2 separate regions of the Mus musculus genome follow, and region 1 is linked to region 2. A link is a contact called in public HiChIP or PLAC-seq data. All regions are on one chromosome and are shown on one strand. Each heading gives the region's core, a stretch centred on a gene start, on an enhancer-like site or on the middle of the called end of the contact. The rest is flanking DNA. Distances are from core to core; before and after follow the strand shown. Region 1 overlaps Prkg2 (protein kinase, cGMP-dependent, type II). Region 2 overlaps Antxr2 (anthrax toxin receptor 2).

The links. HiChIP or PLAC-seq counts read pairs in DNA pulled down with a chosen protein or histone mark.
Region 1: a contact with region 2 is called in a CTCF HiChIP or PLAC-seq map of the NIH/3T3 cell line, with 5 read pairs. The contact joins two enhancer-like sites. A contact is called at or near these places in 1 of 15 datasets of contacts at CTCF or cohesin (the NIH/3T3 cell line) and 1 of 115 datasets of contacts at active chromatin or transcription factors (the NIH/3T3 cell line).

What each region holds. Positions count from the first base shown.
Region 1 is chr5:98,941,901-98,948,588 of GRCm38.p6, reverse strand. It overlaps Prkg2 (protein kinase, cGMP-dependent, type II), which reads left to right. Exons shown (of 19, transcript NM_008926.4): 15 at 1,055-1,218; 16 at 5,053-5,175; 17 at 6,373-6,435. Among named protein-coding and RNA genes, the nearest start is that of Gm42123, 54 kb to the right of the region's middle. Within about 2 kb of position 4,613, at least 46 of the 459 cell types and tissues checked have an H3K27ac peak or open chromatin away from gene starts, as enhancers often do. A contact at or near this core is called in the NIH/3T3 cell line, where this site is marked.
Region 2 is chr5:97,985,160-97,991,854 of GRCm38.p6, reverse strand. The region is part of intron 7 of Antxr2 (anthrax toxin receptor 2); the gene reads left to right. Among named protein-coding and RNA genes, the nearest start is that of Gm34226, 28 kb to the left of the region's middle. Within about 2 kb of position 5,039, at least 42 of the 459 cell types and tissues checked have an H3K27ac peak or open chromatin away from gene starts, as enhancers often do. A contact at or near this core is called in the NIH/3T3 cell line, where this site is marked.

The sequences.
Region 1 (6,688 bases), core at 3,364-5,863, 960 kb before region 2:
GTTCACTGGGTAAAAGCTTGGAGTAGTGAGAGAGACACATTCTAAAAGGCAGAGATTGGGGTCCCTGACTCCTTACTGTGGGAGAGTTCCTCACCCCTAGTCAAGGACAACCTCAAGTGTCACCTCCCAGTGGCACCCACATTGTCCCAGCCCTACCTTACTAACCTTCTGGGATATTAACTTTTTTTTCTCACTATGAGTTGATACTTTCTTCCCCATTGTGGATCACAGAATGTTATATGGACCGCATGTGCATAGATTGGCCCAGTACTCTGAGCTTCTCATGGCCAGCTCCATATGACAAGCATGGAGCAAAATCTAAGCTGGAGTGGGTGCTCACAACTTTTTCAGAATATGAGATTTAATAATTTCCTACACTCCTTCCTAGTGAGGATCACAAGTGTTCAGAGATCGAAGCAAACTAGGCAAAGATGGTGCTTGCTTTGCTTCGGGATACAGAAAGAGATAGCTGGCATATGCTGTGAGCAGTGCATCTTTAGGACAGGCAGAGGTTTTAGCCTCTTTTCTTAGTAATAGTCTCTTTCCCAAACTCTCAACTTTGCTATTATTTCGATCCCTGGAGGAGTTTTACAGGTACCTGTTTCTATTAGTTCCCTGCCTCTTCAAACCATCAGATAAGCCACTGAGTTAAAATATGCTTTAGTCCTAATTGCCAGGAGCATAAGAATGATTTTGAATTGTCTTCAAGAGTAATGTGGGGCACATGATGGAACCTTTCTCCATAACTTGATCTACAAAGGGATATCTGAGATGGTGCATCTGTGCGCATGTGTCTGCGCATACGTGTGTGTGTGTGTGTGTGTGTGTGTGTGTGTGTGTGTGTGTGTGCTTGTGTGTGTGGTATGTGTGTTTCTGTGTGTGGTGTGTGTACACAAGTGTGTGCATGTGTGTGTGCATGAGTGTGTGTGGGGTGTGTGTATTGTATTTTGAAGGAAATTTTGGACTCGTATGAAAGCTCATACAAATTAACAGAAACTTAAAAGCAGCATAACATTTTATAACATCTTCAGTTTTCTTTGATGTTTTGTCTTAGGTTGACTTTGGATTCGCTAAGAAGATTGGCTCTGGACAGAAAACGTGGACATTCTGTGGGACTCCAGAGTATGTGGCCCCCGAGGTCATTCTTAACAAAGGACATGACTTCAGTGTGGATTTCTGGTCCCTGGGGATTCTGGTCTATGAGCTCCTAACGGGCAAGTGAGTGTGAACCCACAGCTCAGTCCAGCCTCACTCAGCTCTGTCTTCAGGGCAAAATAATTCACTAATGATAAAAATACAAAATTTAAAATGAATGTTGCTTTTTCCTCTTCATGTTGCTTCAAACACAGGGCTAGGATAAGAAGTTTAAAATAAAAAGGATTCAGAAACCTAAAGCAAAGGAGGATAGCATTCATATAGTTTACCTAAAGTGTCAAGTTTCATTGTTACAGAAACACATTCAGTATGTGAAAGTTTTATGATCCAGAAATAGAAACAATACTTTGGACTTGTTAGAATTTCTTTCCTTTTAAACAAATGATGAAAGCTGTTTTCCTAGTTCAGTAAGACTCATTGATCAATCAAACTAAATTTAGCTAGAGTCTGCCATCTTCCCCAGATGTCATTAACCATAAATGCTAAGAGAAGGCTACAATGCTGAATTTAAAATTTAAATCCCCTGACAGCTCCTTTACAAGGTGCTAATGAACAGAACCAAGACACAGCATGGGCTTCAGCGGTTAAGAGTGGCTTGTCATCTGCAGAGAGATAAAAAGCTGGGACTAATGAATCTGCAGGCCTAAATATTTAACACAGGACAGTGCGCGCGTTCACACACAAACGTGTACACACACACACACACACACACACACACACACACACACACACGCGTGCGCGCGCGCGCGCGCGCGCGCGCGCGTGTACATGCAATACAAGGTAGTCCACATTCGTAATATACTTCACTGCTTACCAAGCACACATACACATAACCTTGTTTAGTTTTCAAACACACATGAGGAAGGTAAGATAGGAATTTTCATTATTATTTTATGATTCAAATGTTTTTGATTATTTTATGATTTAAATTTTACAAGTTAGACAACTAGGTCACAAGACTATCTGCCTGAGATCAGTAACTTGATTCCAGTTCCCCTGGCTCTGTCTGTGACGTACTTTCTGTGACACACGTATGATTTATGACTCTTTATAGCCAACTGTGATCAACATTAGTTTCAGAGACATTTGCACTAAGAATTGTGTAATCAGTCCTACGATGAATCCATTTGGGGCAGTAAATGTCAACATACACATGTTCTTTTTGCAACAATAAGGACCTAAATAGGGATTTGCACGTTCTAAAGATGCAGTCCACCACTGAGCTGTGTTCTACTTAATTGTCTTAAGTGCTGCAAGCCTCAATATTAAATAAAAAATGTGAAAACACCCATGGTTCACATCTTTGTCCACACACACACTGGGGAAACAGATTTGAAAATCTGCATTTTAGCTGAATCATTATTAACAATGTTCAGATAGTCATGATGGAAGAGTGAGATGGAAGGATGGAATTTTCCAGGTAGTCATGGAGAAGAGCAGATTGTTTAAGGTGTGCGAACCCTGTGTTGTTTCCAATATTTATTCCTTCATCTTAGAGATGTCTAAGGGAATGTTACTGGCATGGTGGTTCTTGGAGCTTCTGGAAAATACATGTGGATCTTTGTCACCTGAGAAATGTGTCATGCAGAACAGCAAAATAAATTGGGGAAATAACAGAGGGAGAGAAGGGACAGCAACTTGGAATTGCTAAGGGGGCCTCAAACCATCATAAAGAAGTTAGGGAGATATTTTGCCAGGCATTTTCAGGGCAGAAGAAAGTCCATTTTTAATTCTCTGATCCAGTGTTTCAGGTTGTCAGGGAAAGAACACCATGAGAATCATAACAAGGCTGTAAATATGCTCGTGCATGCATCTCTGTGTATTGAAGATGCCAAACCAATGGCTTTGCCTCTGGCTTCATTTTCTTCACAGTGGAATCAGAGGTTACTTGAAACTCAATGCATTACCTTTGCTCTAAGGCTTTATTATTTTATTTTATTGTGCCAAAGGTGAGGACAGTTGGTTTCCAAGTAGTACAGCCATAGTTGCTAAACAACAGAGTAATTAGGTGTTTTTTAATCTTCAAATTTTAAATGGTGTACTAGCCCAGACATGAAAATGTTTTAGGAATCAAAGTGATAAACAAATTAAAATGTTGCCCCACTTTGGTGGCTACATCTAAACCCCACTAGTCTTTGAAGTATTCTCTTCGGTGCTTTACAGGCCCTGCCTCTCCCTCCTCATCTTACCGTGATAGCCCCATCTCTGTACTCATTTCTGAGTTTTCTCATTTTCCTGATAGTTACATTGAACCAGTCAGTCCTTGACCTCTTTTCCACCTAACACTTACTGCGTCATATCCTCAAGTCCTACAACCATAAACCTTATGAGATGATGAGATGGACCAAGTTAATCTTCCTAGTGTTTCTCTTCAATGTTAGGCCCATAAACCCAATGGCCTGCCTCTCAGGTCCACATGGCTCTGCAACATAGCCAGGGTCCTTTCCCCGGTGACTAGCTGCAGCAACACTGAGTCAGGTGACTTTCCATTGCTGTGACCAAATACCTGAGGTCACTTAGAAGTAAGAAAAGATGTATTCTGGTTCCTTGTTTCAGTCTATGAATCACTGACCCTGTAGATTTGGGAACATGGCACGTTATGACAGAGCATGCGGCAAATGATGTCTGTCACTATGAGGTGGCCAGAACACAAAGAGGAAGAGACGAACATCTCAATATTCCAGTTAAGGTCCTTTCTCCAATGGCCTTTCTTCTGGCCTCATTCCGAAAAGTTCCTGTTACGTCTCCATTATGACACAGCTTGGGGACCGGGGCCTCTGGGGACTAGCCTAGACCCAAATTATAGCACTTGCCTCGTCCCTAGTTTGTCCATCTTAGGGAAAATAGTTCTATTCAGTGGGCACCGTGGCCAGGAATCATTCTTGAATTTCTTTTCTCTCTTCCCCACCACATTCACTACGTTGGCAAATCCTGTTAGTTTTATCATTAGTCTTAGGCCAGGCTATATCACAAAATTCTATAGGCTGGTGACTTTTTTTAAAGCTCATTTATTTCTTGCAGTTTGGGAGGCTGGAAGCCTCAGCAAAAAGTTGAGCTCTAGTGAGGACTCCCTTTTAGTTGTAGACTTATAGGATCCTCGCTAGGAAAAAGATGGCCAGCCAGACTCCTGTCTTAGAAGGTCACCAATCCTATTCATTGATAGGCACACTCTCAACCTAATTAACTTTATAAAATCCCATCACTTCAAGATTATGGTTCCAACATATAAATCTGACAAAGAGACATAATTAGTACAGTCCATGGACTAGATAGAGCCACGTCTCTTTCAATATCTTCAGCACAGCTTCCCACCGCCAGCCTGCCAGCCTCACCCCATACTGGACTTTATTTCTTGTATTAAAAAAGATGACTCAAGTTGCTGTAAGTTCTACCACTGACTCAGATCCATGCCCAGATCTTCACTGTAGCCCACGGGATACACAGGATGCTGTGGTAATCTCTCAGCGTCCCTGGAAGCTTACTCATTCTACCATTTACTGCCCACTCCTGCCCACTCCCGACACATTCCTTTGTACTTCCTGTCTCAGAACTCAGTGATCTCAAACAAGACAACTCTGTGTCTCATTGGCTCCCTCTGTCCATTCAGACTTCTCCTTTGTCAGCGTAGAAAGGAGGCTTTTCCTACTCACCTTCTTACACACACACACACACACACACACACAAGAAAATCACACCCCCTCCCTTTCTGTCTTCTCCTTTTAGGGGTTATTTAAGTGATGGGAAATTGATTAAAGGCTTTCCACAATATACCCCAATTTGTTGTAAAGTAACTAAGAGGGAGGGTCAGAGAACAGAACCGGAGTGGAAAGAGAAGTAGGAAAAGAGGAGCCCCACAAGACTCTCTCTGAAGTGCGTCTTATTTTGTGTCTTCTCCAGCCCTCCCTTTTCTGGGATAGACCAAATGATGACCTACAATTTGATTCTCAAGGGAATCGAGAAAATGGATTTCCCCAGAAAGATAACAAGGCGCCCTGAGGATTTGATCCGGAGGCTTTGCAGGTGAGAATGACCATGGGCCACAGAGGAAGTGTGAAGGCTTCTGCTCCCCGTGCAATGCGGAGATGTTTTGCAATTACGTTTGTGCGTTCAGTACTTGGACATCTTATGTTGCTGTTGTAACTGAAGAAAGTTTTTAAGTTAAATATTTTTGAAAATATTTTTGCATGTGTATTTGTGCACGGGTGCATGCCTGGTGCCTTCAGAGGCTAGGCGATGTCATCATATCTAGAACTGGAGTTATAGACTGTTGTGAGTTGTCGTGTAGATGCTGGGGACCCATTACAGGTCCTCAGGAGAAACAGCAAATTCCCCTGACCATGGAGCTGAGCTGTGTCTCCAGCTCCCTAGTAGTCTTCTTTCCTTTTTGTTTTTTAACAGAGTTCAAGAAAAGATTTTTATTTATTTTTATTTTGTGTTTATAGGTATTTTACCTGTATGCATGTCTGTGCACCATGTGCATGTCCATAGAAATTAAAAAAGGGCATTGTTGTGTCTCCTGGGGCTGGAGTTAGAGACAGCTGTGAGTGCTCTACAGGTGCTTGGACTTGAACTTGAGTCCTCTGGAAGAATAGTCAATGTTTTCACCCACTGAGCTATCTCTCCAGCCCCTTCGTAGTCTTTAAGAAAATGTACTTTTCCAGTCTTCTTTTAAATTATTTCAGCCTTTGACTTACTATCGAAAACATCAATTTTCAGAGAAACATTGGAGACTTCTAGAGCTTTGTTTTGTTTGGCCCAAACTCCAATGCACTGCTGTGCCCCTGTCCCACCTTTGGAGATGTTTTTAAAGCATATAAAGTTAGTAAATCAAAAACATCAAACCTAGTTTGGGATTTGCAAATAGGAATACCTACACACTTCTGAGATTGCAGCTTGGATGTAAATGAAATCCTAACACATTTCCCAGTTTTCTCAGCAGCATTTGCAACTAAGTTTGCAAGCTAGTATTTATTCAAGTCTATCCACAGCTCATGCAGAGAACAGATAGATGAATCCAGACACTCAGCTGCAGCTCCTCCATGGAAGGACCATAATTTTGTTTTCTCCCTGTGGTCAAATGGCTGGCCTGCAGTAGGATCTGATGAAAGTTATTGAGTAAATGAATTTAAACACAAGCACTATTCTTTTTTCTAAAACCACTTGTATGTTGTTGTTGTTGTTGTTGTTGTTGTTAACTTCTCCCATCAATCATTTTAGGCAAAACCCAACAGAAAGGCTGGGAAATCTGAAGAACGGGATCAACGACATTAAGAAACACAGGTAACTGATTTTCCTTGTTGCTGACATAAACATATAAATGTGCAGAATAACCAGGTGTCTTAGGTAGGGTTTCTTTTGCTGTGATAAATACCACGGTCAAAAGCAGCCTGGGGAGGGAAGGGCTCATTTCATCTCACAGCTTATATATAGTCCATCATCCAGGGAAATCAACACAGCCACCTGGAGGCGGGTACTGATACAGAGGCCGTGGAGGGTACTGCCTACTGGCTTGCCCATAGGTTAATCGGAGGGT
Region 2 (6,695 bases), core at 3,790-6,289:
CAGATCCATTTGTTTCATCACTTCTGTTAGTTTCAGTGTGTCCCTGTTTAGTTTCTGTTTCCATGATCTGTCCATTGGTGAAAGTGGTGTGTTGAAGTCTCCCACTATTATTGTGTGAGGTGCAATGTGTGCTTTGAGCTTTATTAAAGTTTCTTTAATGAATGTGGCTGCCCTTGTATTTGGCGCATAGATATTCAGAATTGAGAGTTCCTCTTGGAGGATTTTACCTTTGATGAGAACAAAGTGCCCCTCCTTGTCTTTTTTGATGACTTTGGGTTGGAAGTCAATCTTATCAGATATTAGGATGGCTACTCCAGCTTGTTTCTTCAGTCCATTTGCTTGGAAAATTGTTTTCCAGCCTTTTATTCTGAGGTAGTGTCTATCTTTTTCTCTGAGATGTGTCTCCTGTAAACAGCAAAATGTTGGGTCTTGTTTGTGTAGCCAGTTTGTTAGTCTATGTCTTTTTATTGGGGAGTTGAGACCATTGATGTTAAGAGATATTAAGGAAAAGTAATTGTTGCTTCCTGTTATTTTTGTTGTTAAAGTTGGCATTCTGTTCTTGTGGCTGTCTTCTTTTAGGTTTGTTGAGGTTTTACCTTCTTGTTTTTTCTAGGGCATTGTTCCCGTTCTTGTATTGGTTTTTTTCTGTTATTACCCTTTGAAGGGCTGGATTCGTGGAGAGATAATGTGAGAATTTGGTTTTGTCGTGGAATACTTTGGTTTCTCCATCTATGGTAATTGAGAGTTTGGCTGGGTATAGTAGCCTGGGCTGGAATTTGTGTTCTTTTAGTGTCTGTATAACATCTGTCCAGGCTCTTCTGGCTTTCATAGTCTCTGGTGAAAAATCTGGTGTAATTCTGATAGGCTTGCCTTTGTATGTTACTTGACCTTTTTCCCTTACCGCTTTTAGTATTCTATCTTTATTTAGTGCATTTGTTGTTCTGATTATTATGTGTCGGGGGGAATTTCTTTTCTGGTCCAGTCTATTTGGAGTTCTGTAGGCTTCTTGTATGTTCATAGGTATCTCTTTCTTTATATTTGGGAAGTTTTCTTCAATAATTTTGTTGAAGATGTTTGCTGGTCCTTTGAGTTGAAAATCTTCATTCTCATCCACTCCTATTATCCGTAGGTTTGGTCTTCTCATTGTGTCCTGGATTTCCTGGATATTTTGAGTTAGGATCTTTTTGCATTTTCCATTTTCTTTGATTGTTGTGCCGATGTTCTCTATGGAATCTTCTGCACCTGAGATTCTCTCTTCCATCTCTTGTATTCTGTTGCTGATGCTCAAATCTATGGTTCCAGATTTCTTTCCTAGGGTTTCTATCTCCAGTGTTGCCTCACTTTGAGTTTTCTTTATTGTTTCTACTTCCCTTTTTAGGTCTAGTATGGTTTTGTTCATTTCCATCACCTGTTTGTATGTTTTTTCCTCTTTTTCTGTAAGGACTTCTACCTGTTTGATTGTGTTTTCCTGTTTTTCTTTAAGGACTTGTAACTCTTTGGCAGTGTTCTCCTGTATTTCTTTAAGTGATTTATTAAAGTCCTTCTTGATGTCCTCTACCATCATCATGAGATATGCTTTTAAATCTAGGTCTAGGTTTTCGGGTGTGTTGGGGTGCCCTGGACTGGGCGAAGTGGGAGTACTGGGTTCTGATGATGGTGAGTGGTCTTGGTTCCTGTTAGTAGGATTCCTACGTTTACCTTTCGCCATCTGGTAATCTCTGGAGTTAGTAGTTATAGTTGACTCTGTTTAGAGATTGTTCTTCTGGTGATTCTGTTACCGTCTCTCAGCAGACCTGGGAGACAGATTCTCTCCTCTGAGTTTCAGTGCTCAGAGCACTCTCTGCTGGCAAGCTCTCTTACAGGGAAGGTGCGCAGATATCTTGTTTTTGGACCTCCTCCTGGTCGAAGAAGAAGGCCCAAAACAGGGCCTCTCTCAGAAGCTGTGTTGCTTTGGCAGTTCCCAGAAGCTGTCAGCTTCTGTGGTGCAGACTCTCACCTGTGCAGACTAAAATCCTAAGTTCCAGGGAGTCCTGGAACCAAGATGGTGACCGCTGCTCCTGAGGCCAAGGCCGTCTCCCGAGCCAGGCGGACACCTGTCCTCTGGTCCGGATGGTGGCCGGTTATCTGCGGCCCGCCCAGGCTGCTGCCTCAGCGGCTCTGTGCTTCTGCCCGTCCCAGAAGCTGTCCGGTTCTCTGGCGCACCCTCTAACCTGTTCAGACTAATTTCCTAGGTCCCGCGGAGTCCCGGAACCCAGATGGCGACCGCTGCTGCTGAGGCTGAGGTCGCCTCCCAAGCCAGGCGGACACCTGTCCTCTGGTCCGGATGGTGGCCGGTTATCTGCGGCCCGCCCAGGCTGCTGCCTCAGCGGCTCTGTGCTTCCGCCCGTCCCAGAAGCTGTCCGGTTCTCTGGCGCACCCTCTCACCTGTTCAGACTAATTTCCTAAGTTCTGCTGAGTCCCGGAACCAAGATGGCGACCGCTGCTGCTGAGGCTGAGGTCGCCTCCCAAGCCAGGCGGACACCTGTCCTCTGGTCCGGATGGTGGCCGGTTGTCTGCGGCCCGCCCAGGCTGCTGCCTCAGCGGCTCTGTGCTTCTGCCCGTCCCAGAAGCTGTCCGGTTCTCTGGCGCACCCTCTAACCTGTTCAGACTAATTTCCTAGGTCCCGCGGAGTCCCGGAACCCAGATGGCGACCGCTGCTGCTGAGGCTGAGGTCGCCTCCCAAGCCAGGCGGACACCTGTCCTCTGGTCCGGATGGTGGCCGGTTATCTGCGGCCCGCCCAGGCTGCTGCCTCAGCGGCTCTGTGCTTCCGCCCGTCCCAGAAGCTGTCCGGTTCTCTGGCGCACCCTCTCACCTGTTCAGACTAATTTCCTAAGTTCTGCTGAGTCCCGGAACCAAGATGGCGACCGCTGCTGCTGAGGCTGAGGTCGCCTCCCAAGCCAGGCGGACACCTGTCCTCTGGTCCGGATGGTGGCCGGTTGTCTGCGGCCCGCCCAGGCTGCTGCCTCAGCGGCTCTGTGCTTCTGCCCGTCCCAGAAGCTGTCCGGTTCTCTGGCGCACCCTCTAACCTGTTCAGACTAATTTCCTAGGTCCCGCGGAGTCCCGGAACCCAGATGGCGACCGCTGCTGCTCTATTTACATTTCAAATGTTATCCCCTTTCCTAGTTTCCCCTCCAAAACTTCGCTATCAGCCTCCCCCCTCCCCCTGCTCCCCAACCCACCCACTCCCATTTCCTGACCCTGGCATTCCCCAATACCGGGGCATAGAACCTTCACAGGACCAAGTGCCTCTCCTCCCATTGATGACCGAGCAGGCCATCTTCTGCTACATATGCAGTTAGAGCCACGAGTCCCTCCATGAGTTTTCTTTGATTGGTGGTTTAATTCCAGGGAGCTCTGGGGGTACTGGTTAGTTCATATTGTTGTTCCTCCTATGGGGCTGCAAATCCCTTCAGTTCCTTGGGTAATTTCTCTAGCTCCTTCATTGGGGACCCCAAATCACAAAAGAACACACATGTATGCACTTTCTGATAAGTGGATATTAGCCCAGAAGCTCAGAATACCCAAGATACAATTCACAAACCACATGAAACTCAAGAAGAAGGAAGACCAAAGTGTGGATACTTCGTTCCTTCTTAGAATGGAGAACAAAATACCCACGGAAAGAGTTACAGAGACAAAGTTCAGAGCAGAGACTGAAGGAATGACCATCAAGAGACTGCCCCACCTGGGGATCCATCCCTTAAACAACCACCAAACCCAGACACTATTGCAGATGCCAACAAGAGCTAGCTGGTGGGAGCCTGATATAGCTGTCTCCCGAGTGCCTGGCAAATACAGAAGTGGATGCTCACAGTCATCCATTGGATGGGGCACAGGGTTCATTTGTCTTATAGCCAGAATGCCACTGCTTTCTATTGAGAAAGTCCCTGAACTATACGCCCAGCTTTGTATTTGCTTTGGGTCAAATTTATTTAATATTAATCAAGCAAGTGATATCTATGACAAATTGCTCCATACACTTTTTACATTAGGTCTTAGTTCAAACATATGGTAATCCTGTTCATTTAAAATTATTCGGTACATTTTTATGGAATACTCTATTTAGAAATAAGAAAAATATAGCGACTTTTAAATCTGCTTTGACTTATATTGGTTTTTGAGAGGTCATGATATCTTTTTTTTTTCCAAACTGGATATTTGATATTCAAATCATAATGAGCTGAGCTATTTTTTACATTGCAATCATAAGTTTTGAAAACACTTAGGTTGTAAGTAATAATTTGACTTCATGCCCCATATGAATTTATTCCATGTGAAATGTTCATCTTGGGTATATTGTATATCCTTTCAGTAAACAGCCCTATGTTGTCCTAAATGCCAGAAAAAAAACCTCATTAACTACATCATATAGTTTTCAGTTCATAATATGGATTTTACTTTATGTGTCTCCTACTGGATACTACAATATGCCTCTAATATGTAGACTTATTCAGGAAGTTATATGATCTTAATCAATTATGCAAAGCTCCATATACACAATACATATTTTTAATATGTCATAAGATCTATTTTTTTTCTCTGAAAGTGACTGTTCCTTGGCAACAGTGTCATCATGTTTGGTTATTTTGGGTTATTTATCAGTGGCTATAAAGACCTGAGTGAGTGTCAAATGGAATACAAGATAATGTACTCATTGTGGGCAGCAGAATTCCTGGAATGGCTGGCCTCTGACTCAGGCCTGGTTCCTAGTTTTCAGTTCTGTGCCAGCTCTGCTTGCAGAGAGCATGTCTGCCCCTTAGTAGCTAGTGAAGAACCCAGCCTGTATTGAAAGTCTGCAACCTGATGGCGCAGGAAACAGAGGACGTTTAATCCTAATTAATTTGGAACATGCTTGTCCTATTCCAGACAGATACTTCATTCAAATTGGGCTGCTGAGAAGGGGCAATGGTGGCATCTACTTTTATGTCCTGCCAAATGTCCACACCCCCAAGGAGGCCAGCAGGCGGCTTTCACAGCTGCCTCACCACACTGCATCTGGCCTTGCCACCAACCCAGAGCAGAGTCAACAGCCTTACCCGATTCTTCCCTTTGACCTCCTCAAACAGACAAATTCCATAAAATTAATATTTGCAAGTTCATGAGTTTTTCCTAGCATTCTGACCTTTGAATTGTATGAGTAATATATTAAATCTTTATGAAACTAGTTAGAATTGACAGAAAATCAGCAATTATTATTTGTAAGAGACATTGTAACCAGTCCACCAGCAATTTCCACCTGTTTATATATAGATCTATCTATCTATCTATCTATCTATCTATCTATCTATCTATCTATCTATCTATCTATCTGGTTTCTTCAGATAGGGCTTATCTGTGTAGACCTGGACCAGCTATTCTGGACTCTTTGTTCTCAGAGATCTGCCTGCCTCTGCCTCCCAAGTACTTGGATCAAAGGCATACACCACACAGACTTGCAAATGTCTCTCTAGAATGTAGACTTAGAGACCTTCATGTATACACACAAGAGTGGTATGGCTGTGTCATGTGCTATGTTTAGTTTGTTTTCTTAAGAAAGCATTTAAACATGTTTATGTGTGAGTCTGTATATGCACTTATGTATGCATGTGTGCACATATGTATGTATTTGCACATGCATACGTGTGGTATCTATGACATAGAGTCCAAAGAAGCTGGGCTCTATACAGTGAGAAACTATACAGCAGCAGCAATGACAGCAGCAGAGCAGATGCACTTGACAGCAAGAGTGAAGGAACAGCCAGGCAGCAGGCATTGGTTCTTTCTTTCCATCCTCACTATTCTGTGTTTCCCCGTGTGCTTGATGACAGCTATTCTAACTGGAGTGAGATGGAAGCTAAACTGCTTTTAATTTGTGCTTCCCTGATGGCTAAGGCTGTTGAGTACTTTTCACATTTATTGGCCACTCCTATCTTCCTATGGAGGACTGTTTATTCTGTTCAGGAGCCCATTCATTCATTGAATGAGTTGATTTTATTGGTGCTTGAGTTTTAAATTCTTTATATAGACTGGATATTAAACCCATGTGAGCTGTGTAGTTTATGAAGATCTTTCTCATTCTCTGCTTTCCTGGGCTGTGCTGAAGCTTTTTAATTTTTTAGAATCCTATTTGCCAACTTTTGGAGTTCTGTTCTATGCTGTTAGATTATTATTTTTTTTCAGAGAGACCTTGCCTGTGCCTACATCTTTAAGGTTCTTTATTGGTGTTTCCTCTAGCAGTTTCAAGGATTTAGGTATTAAAGTCGATGATTAATTTTGAATTTATGTTTATACAGTGTGAGAGATATGGACTGAACCTCATTCCCATATAGGAATGAATAATAAGGTAGATGCTTGTTTTTTCTATCACCATTTATTGAAGAGTGCCATTTTCCAAAATATATATTTAATATCTTTGTCAAAAATTCGATGGCTACATCCAGCTCTGTAGAATTCTTGTGCTATTCTGGCCTTTTTGCATATTTGTCTTATTTTTCAATGGCATTAGAGTATTGATTTAGTTCCTGTGACACTGTAGTATGTAGGAGTGTTGACATAGAGTGTTGTGATTTTGTGTCTGTGGCACTGTAGTATGTAGGAGTGTTCACATAGAGTGTTGTGATTTTGTGTCTGTGGCACTGTAGTATGTAGGAGTGTTCACATAGAGTGTTGTGATTTT